Linked DNA regions of Sus scrofa: region 1 is linked to region 2. Evidence: chromatin contacts called from public HiChIP or PLAC-seq data. All regions are on one chromosome and are shown on one strand. Each heading gives the region's core, a stretch centred on a gene start, on an enhancer-like site or on the middle of the called end of the contact. The rest is flanking DNA. Distances are from core to core; before and after follow the strand shown. Region 1 has its middle 53 kb from the start of ANXA4. Region 2 holds the start of PCYOX1 (prenylcysteine oxidase 1).

Region 1 (4,344 bases), core at 917-3,416, 480 kb after region 2:
TCCGCTCAGGGTGTGCTGCCGGTTGGTAGCTGCAGTGGCTCATAATTTACTCCATGTAGGGGCTGATGGCAAGTGCCGAACTTCAGTTCACAGGGCTTCCCCATGGTCATAAATTCAAACAGAGTTTTGGGAGGCATTTCATGACCATTTCCTTCCACAGTGCTAGGAATGCTCATTCCCAGGTCTGGCAAAGATTTCGTTGGTAGGCCACTCATTGTGCTTTTACTAGGCCTTGTTAACAGTAGCTAAAAGTCTCTGGATCACCTGTCTTATTAGTCTGTTATGGTCCAGGAAAATATCCCCTCTTGTTACATCTTTCCATAACTAGAGTTACTCTATTATAATCTTGATCTAGTAAAGAACAGCTAACTGTTTCAAATCTCCTAGTCATCATTGTTTTGTTGGAGGCTCAACTACACATTTGGTAATAGAAGAAACAATAACCTTGTAAAACAGGCAAAATACAAACAATATAGCTAATAACATTAATAGCAAGTAAATATTTAAGCCAAGAGCATCTCACACCAGACGAGTTCCTGAAGATGTCATCAAGACTAGGAAGTGGGGGAGTTCCCGCTGTGGCTCAGGCGTTAATGAACCCAACTAGGATCCATGAGGATGCAGGTTCCAACCCTGGCCTCACTCAGTGGGTCAAGGATCCAGTGTTGCCATGAGCTGTGGTGTAGGTCGAAGATTTGGCTAGGATCTGGCATTGCTGTGGGCTGTGGTGTAGACTGGTGGCTGTAGCTCTGATTAGACACCTAGCCTGGGAACTTCCATATGCCGCAAGTGTGGCCTTAAAAAGCAGAAAAAAGAAAAAAAGGACTAGGAAGTGGGTCACTTTCAGTAGCAAGCAGCATAATATAGATAAACCTCAGAATTTAGTATACTAATAGTCTGGTTACCATCATTCAAATATGTTGAGTAAATTTTGTTAAGGCTTTGTTATGAGTGATACACATTCCAATTCTATTGAAAGTACAAAAACAGGTAGTAAATTATCATACTAGCTGAATGCATACATATCTCTTGACGCATTAAGCTTGTACCAGTGGTAGGTTGGTTGGGGTCATCTTTGGATTGTTATGTATATGGCCTTGAGTCCTAGGGAATCCTGGAGACATCTGTCCTGGTGAAAACCCAAAGCCATAGATTAGTACCACAAATCCACTGGGTTCCATTAGGTTTGACCCAGTGAATTTCTGGTCATCTGACCCAGCCTATTCCATATCAGCCACTATCTTATCTATAAAGGTAATAATATGTAGGCATTGTTCATAAGGTGCCCAGCCTAATTTCCTAATGTTAGGAGGCTAGGCTGATCACTTTTAGAATGATTTAATTGTTCCCATTTAAACTTCAATGGCCATAGCCTGGTGCATAATTGTGGGAGGTTCCCTTCTAATAAGTGGGAGGTTACAGTTTTTGATTGAGACTTAGCTCGTTGCTCTGACTGAGTCTGAGTGACCCTAAAAGAAAATTCATAGTTATAGTCAGGGTCAGAGCAGTTATCATTAATTGGCCAGCTGAGGAAATCCCACCCAATAATAATATAATTCCTCAATGGCTATCTAATCAGAACCTTGCAGAGGAGAAATCCACTAAGGTAGCCCAGAAGTACTAGACACAGGTAATTGGTCACAAACCCAACAATTGGATTTTTTTTTTTCTTTTTTTTTAGGGCCACACCCATGGCATATGGAGGTTCCCAGGCTAGGGGTCTAATCAGAGCTACAGCTGACAGCCTACACCACAGCCATAGCAATGCGGGATCCGAGCCACGTCTGCAACCTAAACCACAGCTCATGGCAACGCCAGATCCTTAACCCACTGAGCAAGGCCAGGGATCTAATTCTCAACCTCATGGTTCCTAGTCGGATTCACTAACCACTGCGCCATGACAGGAACTCCCCCTACCCCTTAGTATTTTTAAATTCTTACCCAGCTCATCATAAAGGTCTAGAAGTCAGAAACTTGTATTTCTTAAAAAGTCCTTTCTATAGATCTTGAAGAGGAAGCATTTTTGCAAAAGCATCAGAGTAAAGCTATTAATTGTTGTAATGACAAAAGACTTAAGGCACATTTAAATTCGATTACAATACAGATTGCCAAAGACACTTGGTTACTGTTGTGACATATAACATTTTGAAATAATAACTAGAAAAAAATTATGACATAGTACCAGTACATATTCAAATTTCAGAGACAGTTACAGCTCCGATTTGACCCCTAGCCTGGGAACATCCATATGCTGTGGGGGCGGCCCTAAAAAGCCAAAAAACCAAAAAAAAAGAGACAAATACAAATTAAATAAAGCCCTGGTAAGAGACCACTGCACACACCATAGTGCCTAAAATGAAAAAGACCAGTTCTAGCAAAAGTTATCAAATCAAGTACTACCCTCATACGCTGATGATGGGAGTGTAATAAGTACACCTTCAGGGAGCCGAGGAGATACAGGAGGCCAAGGAAGGGAGCTAGCCTGACGGCACAGTTCCGAAGGCAGAATTTCTAACCGAGGAAAAAAAGCCTACCCGGTGGCACAGTTCCGTGGGCAAGTTCTAAAAATAATGAGGCTCACCTGTTAACCCAGCAACAACGGCAACAATAACAAAATGAAGGCTTTGCACAATAGTGCAAGAATAAAAATTGCTTCTTGGAAAATTCAGTCTTCCCTGTTATTTACTTATTACTCAGCCTTTTCTGTTATTTGTTTTGTTATTCTTTGTTATTTTTCTATATTGTTTTGTGATTCAATAAAATTGGAACAACAAATATTGGAACAGTAATAATAAGAGTTTCACCTTGGTGAAAGTCCCCCTATTCAGATCTAATGCAAGCAAAAACAAAGTGTTCATTGGTTTGTTACAAGTAAGAATAGGTTTTAGAGTTAGGTCATTGTGGAGTGTACAATAGGTTAGAATAGGTTAGACATACATTATTCTTGATGGAAAAAATTATAATCTTGCTTTTAATAAGTTTTGTAGGGGGCTTTTAAGTTTTATGAAATTAAGTTGCTTTGATATAAAAAATATTTTCTCATACTGTCCCCTGACCATAACGCTTTGAAGTTAGTACCTCAAGCTTTAATCTAAAAAATGAGTTTTCGTAAATGTTAAATTCTCGTGCTTGTGACCTTTCTAGTTGTTAAAGACTAGCTTAAAACAATAACGGTGGCGCTTGCTAAAAGTAACCACAAGACGCTTTTATACTGAATTGCCTTATTTTCATATAATGTTTTTTCCACATAATGTTTTGTATCCATTATAATTTTACATGATGCATTGTATCCGTTAGTTTTAATTAAAATTCTTAGAACACAACGTATGTCTACTGTACCATGTAGTCTAAAATTTAACCTTTGAAAATATGATTTAAGCACTGTGATGTAAGTTACAATTAAGCTGTCTATATAAACTGTTACCTATGCTAATAAAATTTGAGCAGTCCAGCGCCCTGAAAGAAGGGACAAAGAGGCTGTCTCCATGTGCATCGCTGACACTGTCCATCCCCGTAGGGACACCCTGGCTGCTGGAGCTGGACTCCGGCACTCAACCCACAGTGGGAAGCAGTTTGGCAGCATCAACTGAAGCTGAATAATGACTCAGCAATGTGGAGGTAATGTGCATCAAGAGATATTTTCAACAATTTTTATAGCAGCATTATTTATTATAGCCAATAACTGGAAACCATATATAGGTCCATCAACAGTGGAATGGATAGGGAGATTGTTGTGGCTCAGTGGGTTAAGAACCAGACATAGTGTCTGTGAGGATGCGGGTTCGATCCCTGACCTCAATCAGTGGGTTAAGGGTCCAGCGTTGCCAAAGCTGCAGCGTAGGTTGCAGATGTGGCTCAGATCCGGCATTGCTGTGGCTGTGGTTGTAGGCCAGCGGCTGCAGCTCAGGTTTGACCCCTGGTCTTGGAACTTCCATATGCCACAGGTGTGGTCATACAAATTGTGGTATGGTGTCACAATGGAATACTATACAGCCAGAAAAATAATAAATTACAGCATAACAGCACAAATGTCTTTCTTAAATACAACATTGAGTGATAGAATCTAGGCAGGACATAGCACCGAAGAGCTGATACTATTTATATGAAAGCTCAAAAGCAGGTAAAATTTATCTATATTTTTAGAAGTCATGGTAATGGCTACCTTTGGAAAGACCAGAAGGGCTTCTGGGTTCTGGTAACCTTTTACTTGTTCTGGGTGCTGATGACTTTGTGCAAATTCATTAAGCTGTGCACTTTTCCATATGTATGCTCTGCTCCATAAAACATTTACAATAACGAAAGCATCTTATAGCAGAAATCACTGCATTTCTCTAGCAGAATAAT
Region 2 (4,550 bases), core at 895-3,394:
TGCTCCCAGTACACTCTTGCCCTCATGGAGCTCAGGAAGCATCCACAGGAACCATGGAAAGCAGCTAAGGAAAAGGAGGCAGCCCCATTCCTATGCAAATCCTACTTTGTGTAACTAGATATTTCGGCTAAGTGGAAAGAGGCCAAAATTACACAATATTCCCTGAGCAAGGATCCTGCAGAGGCCTGCCAGACTTCCCCTGCGATCTATCCAACACTTCTGCTGGTAGGGACATGGTCAGATGTCCCAAGTTCTAGGCACATGTGCATGACCTTAGATATTTCAACTCTCATTTCCCCAGCTGTAAAATGAGCATACTAGGTTTTCTCCTAACTCAAACTATTCTTTGATTCTTTAACATGAACCCAGAGATTTAAAAACCAGCAACAGCAACCATCCCCACCCTGTGCCCCATGGCTGTAATTCCAGATACCTGAAGATACAGATAACTAGTGTCCCATTACAGAACAGCTCCTAAGGCAGGACAAATTGCTAGCAGAAAAGTGAGCAAAATAGTTTTACCAGCTTCTCTATAAAAGACAATTAACAAGGCAGAAAAGTTTCAGATCCCTATCTAATAACAACATCCATGGATGTTGAAGTCTGCTTAGCTCTAAGAAGAAATCACATACCCAGGTCCTTGACAAAACGCTTCATGTGCAGATTTAAAGGATGGATGATAGAACCTCCTGACTCATATTCTTGCCCCTGCATAGTCAGGGTCGCCAAACGGCCGCCCACCTCTCCTTTTTCAAAAACATCAATCTTCACATCTTTCCCAAATTTCTGCCGCAGATAATAGGCTGCTGAAGTGCCACCAATTCCAGCTCCAATGACCGCTAGAGGGGGAAAAAAGAAACAGTTTTTTCCCTCTTATCAGCTTTGTAGGTTTCGTTTTTTGAAAGACTGTTAACAGACGTTACTTTAGGCTATTAACAACTTAGGGAAGCCTGGGGACAGGGAGGCAAGTGACAGCTGCTGTGAAGATAGAACTCTGAATCTGGACAGTCACTGCCTCCAGGCAAAAGTGATAATAGATAAACTTACAAACTGACACTAATTTTTTTCCCCCAATGCCCCAAGATTCTCACAGTTCTTTGCGGAGGCACCAAGTGGCCCGCACACCATTCTTTGTGACCAATACATGGGAACAGAGGAGGTGGGGCCCTTCCAGCACGCATTTTAAATAAAGTGGCCGCCATTTTTGCCTACATTTGCTCTGTCTCGTTAATGTGAACAGGTTAATGATCCCAAAGAACACAGCTTTAAGGGGAATTTAAAAAGCAAAGCAAAAGAAAACAGAGCAAAACACCAAAAAGACTGAAACTAAGAGTGAATGCTTCGGCTGTGTAGTCGTTCTAGGCAGAAAACTGTGCAAGCCAGTGGCCTCTGCGAGCAGGCAAACTTCAGCGGAGCAGCCGGGCCGGGCTGGGGAATGGGTAGAGCTGCGGGGCGGGGCGGCGAGGGCGCCGAAGCCCATCAAGGGAAGGAGACGCGGTCAGCGCGGTCAGGTTGTTTGCACTGCTCGGTGTGCTGTGCCCTCGTGGGCCTCTCAACTGCAGAGCGGAAGCGGCCTGTCGCTCCCGGACCAACCAGGGGACTGTCCTCCCGCAACTGCAGCAAGAGAAGTCGGCAGGAGGGGCCTCAGCCTCCTCGGAGCCCCAGGCCTCCGAGACAGGGGCCGCAGGGACGCTTGGCTCCCGCTCCCCGGCCCAGGTCTACCCCTCTACAGCCAACTCCTCAAATGGAGATGTCTTCACCCTCGGGAAAGCGCGGTCCCTGGGGCGCGAGCCGGAATGGGCTCCGCTTGCGCGGAGGGCTCATTCGGCGCTGCTCGGCGGGTGTCACAGGTGCCGGGCCTAGTGTATCAGCCTGCCGCCGCCAGGCACCGGGCTTATTCCCGCCACCTCCGCCCTGCGCTGCCTCCTTCTCGCCTACCGATCTTCTCTGGCGGGGACCGCGGCGCGGCGCTCCCGGGGCACCCCCAGCTGCACAGAAGTAGCAGCCCCAGCCACAGCCCGAAAGTCAAGAAGCAGGGGAGCCCGCCAGCGAGGGGCTTCATGGTTCTCCCAGTGCTGCAGTCGTACTAGAGCGCCCGGCGGTCCGCCCGCATTTGAGCCTGCGCTCTCCGCTCGCCCCGCCCCCTAGCTGGCCTCGCCCCTCCAAGCCCCGCCCAGGCCCGTCCCCAGCTCAGGCACCTGATACTCCAAGGCCACCCTTCCTCCAGAAGCTACAACGCAATCCTCTCGGTCCCCCAAGTCCTCCTTGCACCTCTGAAGCCCAGGCTGCTTCAGGGAGTTGCCAAAGGCCCCAGAGGAGGCTCACCCCAGCTTTTAATTTCATCAATACTGCCCTCTTCTGTTGATTCAATCGCTCAGGCTCAAAGAATGCACACAGCAAACCACTGTTAGAAACGGACAAGGGTGCCCCAAATACTTACTGAGTGATCACCGTGTTCACTATGTTCGAGATTTGTTGGGTACAAGATGACTGGGTAAAGGGTGCTAGGTGAAAGGGAAAATGACAGAGACCAGGGATGGGGTGGTCCAAACTGAAGGAAGTGGAAAAATAGTAACAGATATAAACGAAAGTCGTGTGTGTACTCGTATCATACGGAACATTAGGCAAACATTTAAAAGAATGCAGGCTTTGTATCTATTGTCCCAGTATTGTTCGGTCATAAAAGCTGTTGAGAAAGTGATGGGTGTCATATGATACTATTTCTGTAATTAAAATATCCCACCCAGGGAGTTCGCATTGTGGCTCAGCAGGTTAGGAACCTGACTAGTATCCATGAAGACTCAGATTTGATTCCTGGCCCCACTCAATGAGTTAAGGATCCAGCGTTGCTCTGAACTGTGCTGTACGTCACAGATGTGGCTCAGATCTGGCCAGGCTGTGGCTGTGGCTGTTGCTGGCAGCTGCAGCTTAGATTTGCCCCTTGCCTGGGAACTTCCATATGCTCTAAATGTGGCCCTTAAAATACATATCTATATCTATATCTACATATATCACACCCAATCAAAAAGGGGGGGGAGAAAAACTAGTACGTGAATGTGAAGAACAGTATATGGATGGAAGGAAAATAAGTTAAATAAAAAGAAAGTTTAAACTACTGCAAAATAAAGGATTTACTTAGTGGACAATTATTTATTGAGCTCCTTCCACGTGGCAGGCAATGTTATTATAGGTACTTGAGAAAAACCAGTGAACAAAACAATTTTTAAAATATTTATCCTAATGACGTATACATTCTAGTGAAGGGAAACAAATGACAATTAGAATAAGTAAGCAAATGACATAATATAGAGTGGAGGAAAAAAAAGTGGAGAATGGCTTGCAATTTTAAATAGGATAGTCAGATCAGGCCTCACTGAGCAGGATGGCACTTGAACAAAAGTTTGCAATAATTGAGAGAGTGGACCAGGTGAATATTTGGAGAAAGAGCTTTCTAAAAAAGGAAAATGCCTGGCATATATGAGGAAAAGCAAGGAGGCCAGTGGAGCACAGCAAGAAAGAGGGAATGGAGGTGTTAATGGAACGAGATGCAAGTCATACAAGAAATAAACACTTATGTAAGAACATAAAAATATGAATATTGTCTCCTTTTTCTACAAATTACAAAGAAAGAACTAAATTGTGTGTCTTTTCACAATAGCTAAGTATATTAAGCCTAAAAGGCTTTCAATAAATATGTTGCTTAATTAGAATTTACCATGTCAGTGACCCTGACAAAAGTGTCATAGGTGGAAACTTTCATTTCCGCTTCTGAAACATTAGGAAGGATTTTGCTGAAAGGAAAAATCCTTTGCTGAAGAGACTTTATACTAAGTGGACGGGGACTGAAGGCTTTCTCATTCTGCACTCTTGCCTCTTCAAAAGAATACTATCACTGAAAGTCAAAAGGGCCTTTTTTTTTTTTTTTTTTTTTTTTTTGTCTTTTTGTTGTTGTTGTTGTTGCTATTTCTTGGGCCGCTCCCGCGGCATATGGAGGTTCCCAGGCTAGGGGTCGAATTGGAGCTGTAGCCACCGGCCTACGCCAGAGCCACAGCAACGCGGGATCGTTAACCCACTGAGCAAGGGCAGGGACCGAACCCGCAACCTCATGGTTCCTAGTCGGATTCGTTAACCACTGCGCCACGACGGGAACTCCAAAAGGGCCTTTATTAATCATTGAGGGGAAATGTTGCCATCTATGTGAAGTGTAGTAATAAAGTAATATAAGAAACATTTATTCAGGAGTTCCCGTTTAGTTTAATTAAGAAATCTCGTGTTTAGAAATCTACTCTATAGAATAAAAGAATCAGTTATAGGAGTGCCCAGTGTGGCACAACAGGATACTGTGGCCTGAATCTGATCCCTGGCTGGGAATTCCACATGCCATAGGGCAGCAAAAAAGGAAAAAAAAAATCAGTTATAAGGATATATATACCAGGATGTTTGCTGCAATATTGTTTGAAGTAGGGGGAAAAAATTAGGTGTGCAAATCTAGCAAAGGTAAAGGAAGAAACTGACTGGAACACAAAATATTGGGGAATTTAATACCACAC

Evidence for each region. HiChIP or PLAC-seq counts read pairs in DNA pulled down with a chosen protein or histone mark.
Region 1: an H3K27ac HiChIP or PLAC-seq map of alveolar macrophages shows a contact between it and region 2. The contact joins the enhancer-like site here to the promoter of PCYOX1 in region 2. A contact is called at or near these places in 2 of 5 promoter capture datasets (fetal liver and liver), 10 of 47 Hi-C or Micro-C datasets (alveolar macrophages, embryonic fibroblasts, heart right ventricle and 6 more) and 2 of 2 datasets of contacts at active chromatin or transcription factors (alveolar macrophages and skeletal muscle).

Annotation. Positions count from the first base shown.
Region 1 is chr3:72,705,150-72,709,493 of Sscrofa11.1, forward strand. No RefSeq gene overlaps it. Among named protein-coding and RNA genes, the nearest start is that of ANXA4, 53 kb to the left of the region's middle. Within about 2 kb of position 2,167, at least 1 of the 83 cell types and tissues checked has an H3K27ac peak or open chromatin away from gene starts, as enhancers often do. A contact at or near this core is called in alveolar macrophages, where this site is marked.
Region 2 is chr3:72,221,461-72,226,010 of Sscrofa11.1, forward strand. It overlaps PCYOX1 (prenylcysteine oxidase 1), which reads right to left and starts at 2,145. Exons shown (of 6, transcript XM_003354779.4): 1 at 1,939-2,145; 2 at 633-839. The coding sequence starts at 2,062.